Linked DNA regions of Danio rerio: region 1 is linked to region 2. The links are chromatin contacts, called in public Micro-C maps. All regions are on one chromosome and are shown on one strand. The core of a region is the stretch at or near the end of the contact, and the rest is flanking DNA. Distances in the headings are between cores, read along the strand shown.

Evidence for each region. Hi-C and Micro-C count contacts between places; a contact is called where the count stands out from the background.
Region 1: a Micro-C map of caudal fin shows a contact between it and region 2, with 11 times the contacts expected there. The contact joins two enhancer-like sites. A contact is called at or near these places in 4 of 18 Hi-C or Micro-C datasets (caudal fin, embryo, hematopoietic stem cells and 1 more) and 1 of 4 datasets of contacts at active chromatin or transcription factors (caudal fin).

What each region holds. Positions count from the first base shown.
Region 1 is chr21:17,669,231-17,674,677 of GRCz12tu, reverse strand. It overlaps LOC141379838 (a long non-coding RNA gene), which reads left to right. Exons shown (of 4, transcript XR_012396695.1): 2 at 4,334-4,374; 3 at 5,371-5,447. Among named protein-coding and RNA genes, the nearest start is that of tnfrsfa, 43 kb to the right of the region's middle. Within about 2 kb of position 2,102, at least 2 of the 62 cell types and tissues checked have an H3K27ac peak or open chromatin away from gene starts, as enhancers often do. A contact at or near this core is called in caudal fin, where this site is marked.
Region 2 is chr21:17,580,369-17,586,185 of GRCz12tu, reverse strand. tnfrsfa (tumor necrosis factor receptor superfamily, member a) reads left to right here. Exons shown (of 10, transcript NM_131840.2): 7 at 1,583-1,620; 8 at 1,810-2,106; 9 at 2,288-2,324; 10 at 4,065-4,742. The coding sequence ends at 4,354. Among named protein-coding and RNA genes, the nearest start is that of tnfrsfa, 46 kb to the left of the region's middle. Within about 2 kb of position 4,530, at least 8 of the 62 cell types and tissues checked have an H3K27ac peak or open chromatin away from gene starts, as enhancers often do. A contact at or near this core is called in caudal fin, where this site is marked.

The DNA.
Region 1 (5,447 bases), core at 853-3,352, 91 kb before region 2:
TTTCTCAACCACGTTACTTGAGGACCAGCAGCTCTGCACATTTTCCATGCCTGTTTCTTAATTCCAAGAATGCTGAAAACAGACTCATGTTTTTGGGAGGCCGTTCTTGTCAGGTTACATTGGAAGAATGAACTCGGGAGATCATGAGAACACAGAATATGTCCTGTGAGAAATGAGATGCTGCGTTCTTGCAGATGTACACATGACCTTCACGTATTTTAACGGAAAATTACTTAAACATTACAGCATTTATACAATGACTTATTGTTCTCCCTCTTTTTACAATATACTATGCATAAATATCTTACAAAGATACATTGCACAATACAAACAAAACTAATTTTAATATGAATTTCAGCAAATAAACACTCTTAATGTGTTTGTCTTTATAAAGATGAGGTAACTCCTGAGATAAAGAAATTATATCTCCAAACTTTAATAATAAATCTATATAAAACGTTGTGCTTCTGGGACTTCTTGAGCAAATTTTGCACTCAAGCCTTCATCCACGCTTCCTTGATATCTAGAACACATCCAGGAACTTTCACGCGTCCTCCGTTCTTGTGGCCTTGAGTTTTGGAACCTAACTTTGGCAGTTAATAATAACCTCACACGAGAACACAAGGACTCAAGAACGCATATTGAGAAACCGCCCATGTCTCCTTAACTAAACACACCTGATTCAGATCATCAGCTTATTTGCAGAGACTGAAAGACCTGTAATGGGTGTGACAGACGAAGGAGACATGCAAAACATGCAGTGTTTGTGGTCCTCCAGGAACGTGGTTGAGAAGCGCTGCTCTAGCATAAAGTGCAGCAAATAATTTTTTTTCTCCATAATTTTTTGTCATTTACAATGAGTAAAAATCAAGACATGAATAGAGAAAAAAGAGACATATGAGACAATAAAGAAGAATACTGCATATGATGATATGCAGTATTCTTAGATAAAGTACTGTAGATAATAAAGAAGAGCGTATGATGATGCCATTTAGAAGCACCTTTAAGCTCCCTAAAGAACCCTTTAGTAAAAAGATCTTCAATTGTCATAGTGTGAACAACATTTTATAAATCAAATAACCCTTTTTTTCTGCATCAAAAACCACTTGTTGATATTGTTTTATTTCTTTTATTTTTGGTCAAATATTCATACATTTCAAAGGAAAAAATGCTTAGTCATTCGTCTCCTCATAGCTGATTGGTTTAGTTCACAGCTTAAAGACATAGTTCACCCGAAAATAACAAATTCTAGTGCTGTCGCCTCACAGCAAGAAGGTCACTGGGTCGCTGGTTCGAACCTCGGCTCAGTTGACGTTTCTGTGTGGAGTTTGCATGTTCTCCCTGCCTTCGCGTGGGTTTCCTCAGGGTGCTCCAGTTTCCCCCACAGTCCAAAGACATGCGGTACAGGTGAATTGGGTAGGCTAAATTGTCCGTAGTGTAAGAGTGTGTGTGGATGTTTCCCAAAGATGGGTTGCGGCTGGAAGGGCATCCGCTACGTAAAAACTTGCTGGATAAGTTGGCGGTTCATTCCGGTGTGGCGACCCCGGATTAATAAAGGGACAAAGCCGACAAGAAAATGAATGAAATGAATGAATAACAAATTCTGTCATCATTTACTCACCCTTGGCTTGTCACAAACCTGTTCAAGTTTGTTTTTTTCTGCGGAATACAAAAGAAGATACTTTGAAATATGCTGGAAACCTGTAACCACTAACCATAGTATTTATGTATTTATTTATACATTTTCTTCTATGGATGTCGATGGGTTACCAGTTTCCAACAAAAATCTTCTTTTGTTTTGAACAGAAAATAACGAAATCATAAATGTTTGCAACCACACTATCCCTTGGACTATCCCTTTAAAACACTTTAATAAACACTTTTTTTTAAGTCCCAATGGGAATGCTTCCGGAAGCAACGCCTCAGGTCGAGGATCGCCAGTCTAACCGATGACTCCAGTAGAGTTCCTGTGCTCCCAGTAGACTAAACCGCATATGTCCTGATGAAAAACTTCCCTTTTCCTCCATGCTTAAAGAGGCCCAAATCAGATATGGACCAAGTCACAAGACACAACAGGGGAATAATTTACCCAGTGCCTCGGGCGCCTTCAGACGGTTCTAGTTTGCAAAACCGCAAACAAATCCACCTCATGGCACTAGTTAGTAATTACAAAACAAGCAGCCGAGTTTTAAAGTACCGCTTATATCCCTTCAAGCCTGGCCCGAGGTTGAACATAGCATATTATATACAGGCGTCCTCCTGTATTATTGTATGTAGGTTTTTGTTCATCAGATAAAGGTTTCACTGAATACTGTAAGTGGGCTGATTTGTTTCTGATATTCACAGGGGCAATTGAACCTGTGACTCGAATGATCACCATGAGGAAAGTCATTTAAATGTATGAACTTAAAACAAGGATGTAATTGAACCTAAAATCAATAACTAATAGCTGTGCTAGAACTACATGGTATAATCTGACCTCAGGGTTGATTTTGTTCTTTCTTTTATCAAGCTTACTTTACTTAGATTTTTTTTTTGATTATTTATTTTAATCGCTAGCAACCTATAAATCAGAACAATGGAAGAAATCAGATTAACAAAATATCTGTATGTATTGTCATGATTGCATTTCAAATTATAGATTGCATAATTAGTTTGGGAAACTTCCATTCAAAAGAACTGTAACAAATCACGTCAAATAATATGGTTGCACTTAAAATGATGCATATAGATAATAAAAACGGAGTCAGAGGAAGGATATGCTTTGTATTTTATTTTTATCAGTCATGAAAATAACGTTACATTAGTATTATAAGCTTAGTAGACAAAGTTCTGTGTGTTTTTTCCCCAGATGATTTTCTCTTTCTATTTCTTACATTATAGTAATGTTCTATCTCTCAGTATGCAGGTCTGTGTTTGCACTCATTCTTTTGCTTGTTTGGAGCTCATGGAACCCATTTTTTTTTAAATATCTCACTGTTTACAGTTATCATATGACTGAATCAGTGGTTATCAGCTGATAGATATGGGCAAGTAGGGGCCTTTTACACCTACTGGTTGGCTCAGAAGGCTGTTATTTTCCATCCACAATCAGGTTAATCAGCTATAGATTACATATGACTGTGGTCTGAAGCTAATGAGAATTATTTATATTATTTATTAAATTTCCCATTAATTGTATTTTATTAACGTCTACCTCTACCGCAAACCTAAACCCAACCGCCACAGTAATGTGAAAACAGATCTGGATCTGGAGTCTTCTCTATTAGTATAGCTGATTAACCTGATTGTGGATGGATGATAACAGCCTACCAGTAGTGGCAGAAGGCCCCTACTGGCCCATATCTTTCAGCTGATAACCATTAATAACCTCCATTTAATCGAGGAACGTTGGTGGGTGCTTACTGAAATTATTCCCACAATGGGAAATGTGCACACTGACTTTTCATTTCAGCCAGCCAGCCTAAGTGCTTCTGGTGAACTGTTTTACCATTATAATATTGCCACGTTTAAGGTCTGATTTCTTTAAAAAAAAAAAAAAAAAAACATTATTTTCACAGCCTGATAGATATACAATATGAAGTGGTTCTCGGACCAAACAAGAAGCACTGCATTAAATTCAAATTTTTCCTAGCCATTACTTTACAATATGACAATTTATTTCACACTTACAGAGTTTTTGTGCTCGTCTTTCATCTTGTTCACACTTGAACAATCAAATGAATGCGTAAATGAAAGTATTGTAAGTACATTACAACATTGATGCTGTAAATGGAACCTTATGAAATTGAAAATAGTCACAAACAGCTTTTACCGGAAGTTCGTCATTGGCTGAAAAACACTAGCTGTGCATATAGCCCATTCCACATAGCATGATGGAGCATATATAACAAGGTTGATATCCTAAAGTTTATCAAAAAAGTGAAGTAATAGAAAAAACAGACTGAACATAAGGTTCTAGTTTGTAAAACTGCATATAAATCCACAACACAAGTTAGAAAAAAATACAGCAGCTCAGTTTGAAAGCCTGGCCTGAGGTTGAGCGTATCATAATATTTTTGTCTTAATTGTCTTTTGTTTATCAGTTGAAGTTTTTTTTTGCACAGTTCTATTAATTTATTATAACAACTATTTTGTTGGGGTTCTTTAATTCCCACCTTTTTGATTACCTGACAAAGCACCTGCAGCTCATTATTGGTTTCCAGAGTCTAACTATTAACTACACAAGACTGTCAACACTCTCTCAACAGGTCAATTCATAATTTCTTTAAAATGTCTGTACATTTTTATTTTCAACTTGTTTTCTAATAATCATTTTTTCTTTCGTTTTTAGTTTAAGAGAACTCTCATTTAAGAATGCTTCATCTCCACTTGGTAAGCAACAGATTTTTAATGCATAAATATCAGCATAACTATAACAGATAGGCCATGACTAGGGCCAGTCAGAATCTGTGGACATGTTTTGCTACTACAGCAGAGAATTTTGTAAAAAATCTGGATTTATATGGAATTATTTTGGGAGTATCGTAACTAAAATCTTAATATAATGTATGAAATAAAACATAATACTTAACTTTTATTCAATGATGACAATGCAAATCCAATTAGATATATTTATTTGGTAAACAAAGCAAGTTTCTCATATAATACATCTACTAAAAGACAGAAAATATTAATTTACAAACTGTATTGTAAATAAATAAAATTTTAACAACATTTTCATTTTGGTCAATATTATTAATAAAATAAATTTAAAAACTGAATAAATATAAATTTACACAAGTAAATAAATAAACTTGATGCGATTAAAATCTGCAGAAATCTGCTGTATCACTAAATATTAAATTTTTTTACTTTTGTCCTCCATAAACAATTGTTTGTACCTAAACAAAAAGGAAGAAACACACTTCAAACTTATTTGTGTGTTTATATTGTGTTTATATCATCTACAGAGAGCCAACACCACTCAATTTTACAAAAATACCCTTAAAACAATGGACACAAAGGAATCATAAAAGATTGTGAAAACATTAATTTGGTCTCCATTGTATATATTCCTATTTTATTTTATTAATTAATGTATTCAACTAATAACAGTTGTGTAAGTACTGTCATTTTTACTACAAACTCGCATAAATAAAAATGACTATTGTATAGTGTTTGGGCGGCATGCTGGCTTAGTGGTTAACACTGTCGCCTTACAGCAAGAAGGTCGCTAGTTCAAGTCCCAGCTGGGTCAGTTGGCATTTCTGTTTGGAGTTACCATGTTCTCCCTATGTCTGTATGGGTTTCCTCAGGGTGCTCCGGTTTCCCCCACAGTCCAAAAGCATGCACTATAGGTGAATTAAATGCACTTTTTGCACTTACCAGCTGACCGCTTACCACCTTATGGACAGCTTTCCCGCTGTTACCAGTATGTCCAGTTGCTCCCCATGTACGTTGGTGAA
Region 2 (5,817 bases), core at 3,281-5,780:
AAAAGAAAAATGTCATTTAGAGCAGTGCTTCTCAACCACGTTACTGGAGGACCACCAACTCTGCACATTTTCCATATCTCCTCAACCAAACACATCTGAGGCACATTATCAGCTCATTACCTAAGTCTTTAAGACCTGTAAAGTGTATGACAGAAAAGGAGACATCCAAAACATGCAGTTTTGGTGGTTCTCCAGGAAAGTGGTTAAGAAACACTGATTTAGAGCATACAATGGTATTCGGGAAAAAGGTGATTTTAAAGTTTATATGTATTTTTAGACAACACAATGTCAGTGTTTTACCTTCAAATGGGTTTAAAAAAACTTATTTGGTGAAATAACATCACTTTTCAGTCAAGGTTTTAAATAAAACCTTGTTATTTTGATAAATTGTCATTTACTGACAACGAATGCTCTAAATTACATTTTTTTAAAATGTGAAATTTGGAATAAATTTCAGATTTTTATTCAGATACAATAAAAATTATTTAATTTTACTCAAACCCATAAATAATAAATTCTAAGAAATATATAAGATATATGAGCAAGTAGCAGTGCAATTTGGCTGTATATCAGTGTCCCACCAGTGACGATATACAGCCACTTAGCTCTGCTACAATTGTTATAATGCGTTTATACACCAGTTTGACAGCATAATTTCAGTCTCAGAACCCTTTTGTAAGAAGAACTACTTTCTTCCGCCATTCCTTCTCATCTGCAGCTGACGTCAGAACAGCAGGAACCATTGCTCATTCACTAACGTCATTTTAGAGCTAGTGTTTGAATGATTCTTTAGCGTAATGTCTAAAGTGATGATAAAAAGGTGATTATGCCCACATTTTAAGATTATAAGGCTGAACAGCATGAAAGCCGTCAGTCTATAGAGATTTCCCAGTATTTCTCTGTTGCAATCGGGAGATCATAATATTACTATGGTATAAATACAGCACTACAACATACAAAAGAGAGATTTTGACTAAAAGTAATTTACCTGTTTAATACTAATTTGATCAGCTGTAGTTTATGCTACTTTCTCTTAGGGCCTATTATGCGGTGTCTGTTGTCATCTTATGGATGAACATCGTTAACTTTGTTTGCTCAAAGACAGGCTAATGGCTGCCAGAAATTATACATATTTTAAAATAGGCACTATTCTTATAAATAAACTGCATAGTTGCTATCTAAACAACTACAATATCAACTAAAATGCCTCAAAAGTACATTATGTTTTCCAACAGCAGCAATGTTTGTCAAACTGTAGAACGTCTTCTGCTTGTTGCTGTATATGGGCGGAGTAATACACAAGGGTGAAGGGTTAAGTGGCTGTACAAGTGCTGTTATTTGCAGAATATCACATGGCTATCAGCCAATCAGATTCAAGAACCAGACAGAACTATTGTGTGTTTGTGTATATACGATATATATCAATATATATATATATATATATATATATATATATATATATATATATATATATATATATATATATATATATATATATATATATATATATATATTCAATTTCATATTTATCGCTATTGAAACTGCTTCAAAACTGACGTTTTTGCTGGCAACTTTATTTCAGAGACTGATGGTAATCTGGAGGAAGTGAAGGTTCCTATTGTAAGTATCTGTTGACTTTTTAATGTTTTATTGAGTTTTGGTTCATGATTGTTTACACTATACTGTTAATATTAAAATAAATTCATTATTTTTTGAGCTGATTATTCATTTAATAATAATAATATTTTTAATTATTTTATTTTTAATGATTTAAACTCCTAGTTTAATTAGCTTGTTAACATTATTCAGGATGAGTGTCCAAGATCAGAAGAGGAGCAAGAGAACAGCCGAAATGCAGGACTGGAGAAAGAGGAGGAGCACCGGCCAGAGTCCCGGCCACTCTTAACACAAGAAACACAGGAAACAATCAGCAAGAGCATCCCAGTGGAGGATGAGGATCGAGGACTGGGAGACAGCCTGCCAAACACAACCAGCTCTTCCCAAACCAGTCTATCGGCACTCCCTCAAATCATTGGGGATTCACCGCGATCCAGCCCCCCGGCCCAGAGACCGACCGACAGAGATCAGACTGAATCATGGCCACGGGTTAGTGAGAATAACATCTACCCCACAGTTTTCACACTGCACAATGCCTGAAACAACAGGATAGTGCTGTGAAATGTGTGGACGTATTCTTGTATGCAAGTAGAAGTCTTTTTTATTGAAAATGGTACTGGTAAATACATTCACAGCTTTACTAAGCCTAGCTTTTATTCTTCTTTTATAGGAAGACGATCCTCCCAGAAAACTCCTCCCTTTGCTCGGTAAGATATTGCTTTGTGAAACAGCATTTGTTGTTTTAACATTTAAAATTGATCTTGATCACTAGCACAATATGACAATAAAACAGTTTAAGTGGTTCAATAACTGGGTCAAAGGGCACTACAAACAAAGGCTCTGAATCATTTTAAAATTAAATGAAGTTAATTTGATTGTGGAACCGGTAAAAAAACAGATAAGATGCACTACCATTCAAAAGGTTTATGTCTTAGGAAAAAACCAAAAGCAAGGCATAATTTTTTCATTTTAAAAATACAAATATATACAGTAATATTTTGAAATGTTTGTACAATTTTAAGTGCACGTTTTCTAGTTTATTATGTATTTAATTTTTGTAATGAACTTCTGCAATCGTTCTAATGTCATGGACTTATTATCATTATTAGTACAATGGAAATGGTTGTCCTGGAATCCGTTTCCCAAACAACGACATAACTCGTGGCTGAACTATTATAGTACAATGCATCGTTTGGGAAAAGAACAATGTAGTGATGAGTGTTAAAACCATAGTTGCTCTGTCACAGAGCCATCATTTGAACCACATTAGTTGTAATGTAAAACGCCCATAATGACGCTCTAAACAGGGTGGAGTATCTACTTCTTTCGAGAAAAAAATAATTAAATTATTAAATTATGCAAATTATTTTGTTTTACACGCACACACTTTTTAATGAAAATCCAATACTAGTTTAAGTAAAAACATGCACTAGTTTTCCATATTAATTGAAATATGTAAATGGCACATATGGGGCCTGTGTTTCCTTTACAAATATTATTGAGAATATTTAGTATTCTATTCTAAAACAAAAAAAACACTTAGCTAACACATATTCTAATCTCATATTTAAAAAGTATCCTACTTAATAATAATTTTTATTATCACTAATTTATTATTATTATTGTTATTATTATTATTAATAGTAGAATATTGTTTATAAATTTTTTTATCATTCACACACACATACACTACGATCAATTTAGTTTATTCAAGTCACGTATATCGCATGTCTTTGGACTGTGGGGGAAACCGGAGCACCAGGAGGAAACCCACACGAACAATGAGAGAACATGACAACTCCACACAGAAATGCCAGCTGACCCAACCGGGACTCGAACCAGCGACCTTCATGCTGTGAGGTGACAGTGCTAACCACTGAGCCACCGTGTCACCTTAAACCTAAAACTAATTCAATCAATTCTGATTTATTTCATGTGTTCTCACTGAATAAGCATATCATTTATTTCAGAAAGCAATCTTTGGAAAGGTTGTGTACAACTGAAAAATTATTTTTACAAATATAATTACATACTGTATTACTTCTGACCAATTTAATGCATCCTTATTTTAAAAAGGGGTGTTTTTGTTCACAAAAATGTATTTTGAATGGTAGCATACAGTACTAAATTAAATCTAAGAAAAATATTAAATGAATATATATTTATTTCCAAAAATACACAGTAAACAATATATTTATTAAAAACATTCATATTATTATTTTATTATAAAAACACATTCAACAAGAAACCTATTTGATTAACATGTCATTTTAATAAAAACCAAATATTTAATAAAAATGAGATGTATACATATTTCAAATCAATTCTGTATTATTTATTATCAATTGTCTGCATCTTTACGTAATGTATAATCTACTTTTAAACTTTTTTGTTATTTATTATTTTTTTCCTATTATGTCTGACCCGGATTAAATCTTACTTCTTAGGTGAAGAGGAATCTCTGAGCAAGAGCTTTGACCTGTTTGACTCTCTGGACGTGCGGTACCACAACAAGTTCTTCCGCAGCATCGGCGTGAGCGACAACTCCATCAAGCTGGCCGAAACCCAGCAGCCCATGGACAAAGTCTACGACCTCTTGCGGGTATGGATGCAGAAAGAAGGCCTGCGGGCAAACATTAACACGTTACTACAAGCACTGCTGGACCTAGACCAGCGCTATTCAGCAGAACACATCGCCTCTAAGGCTGTGGAAAGAGGCTACTACAAATACGAGTGATGCCTCTATAAAGACTGCAAGACGTTATCATGGAGAGGTGTTGATTCAGTTTGAATTCTCCCCTGTTGGGCATGAACTGAATGGAGATTTGGCAGAATCACCCTCTCTGTAGCGCCCACAGTGGGTTTACAAGCCAACACTGGACCCTTTTTAAAAGGATTTACACTGGCTATCAGCAGAGGGCGCTGTTTTCCCTCTCTATAGTGCATTGTGGTGTTACTTCATGCACTGGCCTCAGGCTTTCAGGTTGGTCTAAAGCCTGCATATAGATGTTTTTAAACCTTTGGTTTCACCAAATGTTCAAACTTAAACAAGCGTTATGTAGTTTTAGTGAATATCCTCACACTACAATTTGTCGTATTTCAGCCTCTGCTACAAACCTGGTTACAAATAAGCCTCAAGATAGGAGTTGGTTTGGATTTCAGACGAACTGTTTTGTCAACAGTTTAGAGTTTCAATTGAAGTTCAGAACATTCATTTTCTGGTCGGGTTGTTACAGAATATTTTTGATTTCAGTCTATTTTTTTTGTTTGTTTGTTTTTTCTTCCCTTTCTTTGGTGCATGGCGGAAATGTTTTCGTCTGTTCGATGTTTCCTGCCTTTTCCATTTTTGTTTGTTTATTTAAATAAGTGATGTATTTATTTTGTATGGTGTAATTACGTATTATTTATACCTGTTACCAATATTCGCCCGCAGTAAGTGTTCGGAAACTTTTTGTTTTTGTTTTGTTTGTTTTTTCATGACTGAGATGCTGAATTTTCCGGCCCTTTCACGAACCCCATTTCGCTTCGTTTCTGCGTTTACTACAGACGCATAATTTCTTCTTATTTGAATCGCAAGACACGTCCTTGGCTGTTGAACGTTCACAGCGAACGATGTTGAATATGTTCTGAAAACATTAAGAGAAGTACCACGGTCAGTATCTCTTGGACGCTGCTTCCACAAGGTTGAATTGATGTCGAGATTATGGAGGCATTTGAAAATCTGTTTTTATATGCAGTAGTGCACAGGTACGTGTTTCTAAATAGATCAAAGATGAAGGAAATTTATGCTCCTCCAGAAACTACTTACAGTTTAATTACATTTGTTTAGTATGTATATAGTCGTCAAGAATTCTATTAAACGAAACTAATAGATATATATTTATGCAAGCCCTAAGAGCACAATGCAATGAAGTACTGCCTGAAAAAACACAGAAGGAACAAACTTAAATGATTTCAACGAACAAGCTTTAGGGATGTTTAGGGCTTAAATTCATTTTCGTATTCGTAAATGAACTGTGACATCTGACTCGGCTGAATAGCTATGTTAGCTGGATGTGTTTTCAGAACACAGATCTGAAATCAGCTTTACCTTAATGAACATTTTTCTTAATGTGGAGCAAAAAAAAAGAGCTGAAGTCAGATCAGAACAAAATGGTTCTTCCTCCTTCCAGCTTTGTTTAATTTTGAGAGTTGTCGTAC